2 separate regions of the Ovis aries genome follow, and region 2 is linked to region 1. The links are chromatin contacts, called in public Hi-C maps. All regions are on one chromosome and are shown on one strand. The core of a region is the stretch at or near the end of the contact, and the rest is flanking DNA. Distances in the headings are between cores, read along the strand shown. Region 1 has its middle 77 kb from the start of GFPT1. Region 2 overlaps ANTXR1 (ANTXR cell adhesion molecule 1).

Region 1 (3,129 bases), core at 169-2,668:
CAGCTGTATTCCTTGTGCCAAAGGGGTAGCAGCCAAAAAGAGAAAAGACAACACATTTTAAGGAGAAGAATATTTAAAGATGGATTTACTTTCTTGATTTCTACACCTGAATTTTAAAGCCCTGGAAAGTTGCAATTTGCTATCAAATGTCAGGCAAATGTCTGGCTGGCGTGGGTGGCTATATCAGACTCTGAATTCTCTACTCCAAACCAGCATAGAATAAAAGAGTGGGCTTTCACAAGAGATGGGCTTTAGCCACCAAAAATAGGAACAGTTCGCAACTTTGCGTAACTGAAGGAGGGCTTTCTGGGTGTAAAATGTTTAGTTAGCTGCTCAGTTGTGTCCAGCTCTTTGCAACCCCATGGACTAAAGCTTGCCAGGCTCCTGTGTCCTTGGAATTCTCCAGGCAAGAATACTGGAGTGGGTTGCTGTTTCCTTCTCCAGGGGATCTTCCTGACCCAGGGATTGAACCTGGGTCTCCTGCATTACAGGTAGATTCTTTACCAATAAATCCAGGATCTAACCAACACACCCATCTAGGGTGGTCATCCATCAACCAGAAACCCCACTTCCCTTCAGCCCCTTTCCACTAGAAGCCAGGACTCAGGACCCAGCTGTCCCAGGCAACAGTCATTTCCTGGATCCAGTTAAGGAGGCAGGAAGAAACCACAGATGTCTGAAACACTCAGGGAAACAGTCTTCTGCCGAGGGATCACGCCCTGCAGTCACCAGCTCCTTTACTCCTGCCCTGACCCCGGGTGGGAGGCAGGCTGGCCCCATCTTGCAGGTGAACACTTATCTCTGTGTTTAGAGCACTCTTGGGCATTTTCTAAGCACGCAGGGGCAAGTGAACTGTTCTAAAGCTATGCTGCGCTTGCTCTGTCCCTGTGACCCATGGCATCCCCAAAGAAGTAACTGTTAGGGCCCTGCGATCACAGTGCCTTTGGTGTCTCCAAGCGCCACCTGGTGGTCACTGCACGCCCCTGCAGCGCTGTCACCCGATCACCATTCTCAGTTATCCCAGCCACACCCGGGGTGTGGGAGGCAGATGTGGCAAGGCTGAAGGTCCTCCGTCACCCGGCCTTCTAAAGTCAGGCCTGGGGCGACTGAAGCATCTGCCACTGGGCCAGGCGAGTCTGGGGCTCCGGGCGCAGGTGGAGGTGGTGGCCAGGTGGGAGGAGCTGCCGGGAGACCTCGGCCCCTCCCCTCCAGAATCGAGATCCCAGAACTGCGGGTGCCTGCAGGGCCTAGAAAAGTGCCCGAGCAACAGTGGCTGCTTACCAAACATTTCTGGAAAGGGGAAGAGGGAGGGGGCTGTGGTGGATGAGCAGGGAGCGGGGTGCCTCCGGTCTCTGCAGTGGGAGAGGGTGCCCAGTGTGGATAAAAGGCCTGGCGATGTGGCTACATTTCCTTTCTTCCTCCGACTCCCGCGGGATTTTGCACATTTGGACCGAGACAGACTGGAGAGGCACTGCCCCCTTGTGGCCTCCGCCCGTCACAGCAACTGTCTTCCGTCCGAGATTTTCACCTTTTGTAACACAATTTCATTTCTTCAGCGGAAGCTGAAGCCCCAATACTTTGGCCACCTGATGCGAAGAACTGACTCATTTGAAAAGACCCTGATGCTGGGAAAGACTGAAGGCAGGAGGAGAAGGGGACGGCAGAGGATGAGACGGTTGGATGGCATCACCGACTCGATGGACATGGGTTTGAGCAAGCTTTGGGAGTTGGTGATGGACAGGGAAGCCTGGCATGCTGCAGTCCATGGGGTCGCAGAGTCTGACACAAGTCTGAGTGAGTAAGCTGAACTGAACAAAACTTCTCGGTTCTGTATGTTTGAGTCACCCTCTGCTTCCTCCGGATCACATCTACCTGGCAGCAGGTACAAGAGGATCGCAGTAACAGCACAGAACAGCATTTTTCTGGTTCGGCCCCACTTGTGGAATTGTGAGTACCGTGGACCCCAACAAGTTCCAACCAAATTAGTTTAACAAACCCCTGGCAGCCCCTCTGTGACATCCACTATTTTCTCTTATCAAGGTGACCCTTTCGCCACCCGCTGATCTCCGTCTTTTCCCAGTACTCTCAGTTTGGAGCACCAATAGGGGCCCTCTAAGAGGCCACTTTACTCAAAGCTTGTCCTTTCTCTCTGACCATCAACCAGAGGCCACTTTACTCAAAGCTTGTCCTTTCTCTCTGACCATCAACCATTGTCTTCAGACTAAGTTGATGTTGCCTTCAGTTCAGGTCAGTCAGTCAGTCATGTTCAACTCTTTGCAACCCCATGGACTGCAGCACACCAGCCTTCCCTATCCATCACCAACTCCAGGATCTTGCTCAAACTCATGTCCATTGAGTTGGTGATGCCATCCAACCATCTCATCTTCTGTCATCCCCTTCTCCTCCTGCCTTCACTCTTTCCCAGCATCAGGGTCTGGTATTGCCTTCAGCCACTCTCTTTGCTAGGGCCCTGGTGCCAATAGCCCTGACACTGTAATTGCACTGGCGTCCCCCAAAGTTCTCAAATTGGACTGTCAGAACTAAAACACCGGCTGTATTTGCACTGTCTTTTTTTTTTTTTTTTTTTTGGTTATAAAAGAAAAAAGCAGAGAATGAGGACATCTGGATCCCAGCCCTGTGGTCACCAATCAGCTCTGTGAATCTGAAGGTCTCTTTGTGCATCATTTGTTCCCCATTAAAATAGCAAGTAGTGAGTATGGAAGCCTGGAAAATAGGATGGGGGAGAGGGGAATGGGGCACTTGATGGAGAAGTTGAGGAGATGGCTCTTGGTGGAGCCAAGGGCGAGAGAGTGGACATCATGGTGTGTCATCCCAGCCCCATCCACTCCAGGAACTGAGCCCTATTGTGCCTCAAAGGTGCACCTTTGGGGTGGCCAGGCATGGCCCGAGGAGAGGGGATGACAAGTGTGACAGACAGTCAACCCAGACCTGGCAGAAGACCTACGAGTGGGCTTTTCCCAAACACTTGAGCAAAACTCCTATGTCACTGGGAGTAGCAGGGAACCCAGGGGTCCTGTAGTTGTTAGGGGCCCTGCAGTTGGGGTCATGAAGCTAATGGATGGACCCCAGATTGGCTGGTCCTGGGGATGCCCAGGGGACATAATCGGG
Region 2 (3,354 bases), core at 820-3,319, 140 kb before region 1:
TGAGTTAACACGAGAGCCTGCCATCTATGAAAATTCCATCTCCCATTAACATTATTAATCTTATCTACTTGACGGATAATTTAATTTAATTTGTGTTTTCCGTTACTGAAGTGAAACTTCTTTCAAATAACTATTTTCCATTTTGTGTATTGCCTATATATGCCTCTGTCCTACTTTTTATTGGATATTTTAGCTTTGATTTTTATATGGCCATTTGCTTAACTCATATTCATTCATTTATTAGCCAAATGTTTTGAAGATCCAGTGGTATACATTAAGTACATGATGCTTACTTCATGAAACTTAAAGTCTAATTGTGTGTGTGTGTGTGTGTGTGTGTGACATTACCTATAATTTTATAGTTAAATATATGAATGTTTCTAATTTCTGCCTTTGGTGTCAAACTTAGTCTTCTCTAGTCCAAGAGGATGTAAATTTTCACAAAAATTTTCTCTTACTTCTACTCTGTCACTTTTAGTTTTTGATGGTGTTATGAGTTGGTACCTTTTCTGTATCTTCCTGGGTATTTTATGTAAATTTTGGAGAAGTGCCGTCAGAAGTTATCGTCTATATGTTATATCAAACCAGAAGCCCTGGAACATTAAAGCCTCTAAAGTACAGAATATGACTTCAGAGAAGACATGAATGAAGTTAAGCCACAGGTAGAAGTTACAGTAACACGTATTTCACCTTAAAAAACTGAAAGACGAGTTTCAACAACAAATGGGCTTCCACAGGCATCACTGGGGTTGCTCCATGTTACTAAACAAGGGTAAAACCAGTCAAACCACTGGGCCAGGACATAGTAAACAGTTCCTGCAACAAATCACTAGTTCTCAAACTTGAGCACAGAATCACCTAGAAGTTTTGTTAAAACACAGGTTGCTGGATCCCACTGTCAGAGTTTCTAACTCAGCAGGTCTGGGGTGGGGCCTGGAAACTAGCATTTCTAACAAGCTTCCAGGTGATACTGATGCTACTGGTCTGGGGACTACACTTTGGAACCAGTGAGATAAATGGAATTAGATGCCCATCAAGATCTCTCTAACCCTAATTGCTGGGGACTTCAAGTCAGCATCTCTGTGTTTATTTGACCACCAGTGACTACTTTCCTATGTTTCTCTGCAGAACACCTATTAGCCTAATTGGGGAGTAACTGCTCTAGCAGAAGTCTAAATATTAAATACCAACCAGTTGCAGAGAAATCTTGCCAGCTGCAGATGGTTTTGTTCCTAGATTGCTAGTTTCAAACACAGAAATGTAAGGGAGTTTCAGAGATCAGAGTTCACGGAATCCAGTGATTTTCAATCTGGTTGCATGTTGTAATCATCTGGGGAGTTTTAAGACCCTGGTGCCAGATTCTATTTAATTTTTCTGGGATGAAGTCTGGATACAGGAGTTTTAAAAGCTCCCCAGGTCATTTTAAGAAGCAACTAGGGTTGACAATCAGTGATTTGATCCAATTCTCTATTTCTTGTCCTGGGCAGCATCTTCTGTTTCCCTCATGGAACAATTTGAAGGCAACTCTCAACATCCCTTCAAAAACTCTATCCTGTGTTTCATAGGCATAAGGAAAATGGATGATTACAATCAGCAGACAATAAGCATAGATTCTTCCTGCTCCAGTATTGTTACTGCTTGGGTAAAGAGAAAGGAAAAGAAAAATAATAACTCTGCCTCCTGGGTCTTTCCCAGATGGAATTAAAGTATCAACGTGTCTAAACCCTCTCCAGGCATTTTTACCCCAGCTTTAACGTCCCAACTCCTGCACATGCTCTGGGAGGAGCCACTGGGGATGGATGTCGTCTTTGTTTTCAGCTTCTCAGTTTCTCTCCGACCTGGCATGGGGAGGCTGGTACATTCCATCGCTCCATCACTATCTGCAAAAACAAAATATGAGGCACACTCTGAACTTGTTTTGCAAGACTGAGCCTCATTGCAATCAGAAGAGACCCAGGAAACACACATGTAGATAGAGATGTACGTAAACAACATATGATACTCCTCTGAAGGGCAGCCTCGGAGGTTGTGAAATCCTCTCCCTGGGCTCCCCAGGGCTGCCGTCTGCACAGCTGTTTCCAGCAAGGGAGCTGGGCCAGTCACGTGGGCCCCATGCCTTCCTACTGTTGCAGAGGCAAGAATGATCTGGCCAGGTTATCTCCAGGGACAGAGTGTCCTCAGCCCAGTCCTTCGAAAGCAGACGAGCCTCCTGCAACATAAGCAGACTCGAAGTGTGCACACTCTGTTTCTTGCTTTCTCTTTTCTCCCTCTCCATGTACCTTGCATGACCTCCTCCTCCTCCTTCCATCGTCATCTTGGCAACCTTCCCTCTAACATTCTCTCATCAAATTTCATCTACTGTGCTCGCACCTAGGAACCCATCCCTGGGCTGGGCCCTGGGGATGTCAGTTAGAATAGGACTTAATTCTAACTTCCTGGAGTTCAGGGCATGATTTGAAAGAGTAAAGCATTGTATTAATTATAGATGGTAGAAGCTGGAGTCAAGATTGCCGGGAGAAATATCAATAACCTCAGATATGCAGATGACACCACCCTTATGGCAGAAAATGAAGAAGAACTAAAGAGCCTCTTTGTTGAGGTCCTTTAATGGACCGGAACCTGGTGGTCTGGAGTCAACCGATAAGAAAGTAAAGGAGAAAGAAAGAGGCTGATATTCCTTGGTTTACGCAGAAAGCCAATAAAGCCCCTGATACGGGGCTTGCTCTGTTCATGAAGGCCTCAGGCGCCCTCTTGATGGGGTGAAGGCACAGAGCACCTTCTCAAGAGGGTCTCAGAAGCCCGGGCAGGAAAGTGAACCCAGAGGGCCTCTCCACTCCAAGGGATCAGCCTGAAAGAGAGAGAGAGGGAGAGAAAGACAGAAAGCAAGACACGGGGACCAAAGCTCTGATGGAGCAAAGGTGTTTTATTCAACATTGTGTAGGTATTTATACTGTCTTACAAGATAGCTATTTTCAGCAGAGATAAAATCAAAACTTACAACTTATCAAGGAAACATGAGGTCATCCATATGAAAGAGAGAAGGTTGTAAATAATCACTTTTACCATATGGTTCATAAAAAAGAATAGGGTACTTCTCACCATATAGAAAAACTAATGAAGGAAATGCCTGGATTCCTCAGCCCCCAGAAGAGGCTTTCCTCTCCTCTTAATTCCTGAATATTCAGGAATTAATAAGGAACAGAGAATTCCTGACAGATCCAAAACAGCACACAGGAAGCCTCCTGTTAAATGCTTCCTGACACCTCTTGATGAAAGTGAAGGAGAAGAGTGAAAAAGTTGGCTTAAAGCTCAACAATCAGAAAACTAAGATCATGGCATCCAGTCCCATCACTT

What was found. Hi-C and Micro-C count contacts between places; a contact is called where the count stands out from the background.
Region 2: a contact with region 1 is called in a Hi-C map of tail adipose tissue, with 4 times the contacts expected there. The contact joins two enhancer-like sites. A contact is called at or near these places in 2 of 16 Hi-C or Micro-C datasets (liver and tail adipose tissue).

The regions. Positions count from the first base shown.
Region 1 is chr3:39,029,155-39,032,283 of ARS-UI_Ramb_v3.0, reverse strand. No RefSeq gene overlaps it. Among named protein-coding and RNA genes, the nearest start is that of GFPT1, 77 kb to the right of the region's middle. Within about 2 kb of position 1,418, at least 38 of the 54 cell types and tissues checked have an H3K27ac peak or open chromatin away from gene starts, as enhancers often do. A contact at or near this core is called in tail adipose tissue, where this site is marked.
Region 2 is chr3:39,166,611-39,169,964 of ARS-UI_Ramb_v3.0, reverse strand. All of the region lies in intron 17 of ANTXR1 (ANTXR cell adhesion molecule 1), which reads left to right. It overlaps LOC121819269 (a long non-coding RNA gene), which reads right to left. Exons shown (of 2, transcript XR_009599807.1): 2 at 1-3,354. Among named protein-coding and RNA genes, the nearest start is that of ANTXR1, 210 kb to the left of the region's middle. Within about 2 kb of position 2,069, at least 6 of the 54 cell types and tissues checked have an H3K27ac peak or open chromatin away from gene starts, as enhancers often do. A contact at or near this core is called in tail adipose tissue, where this site is marked.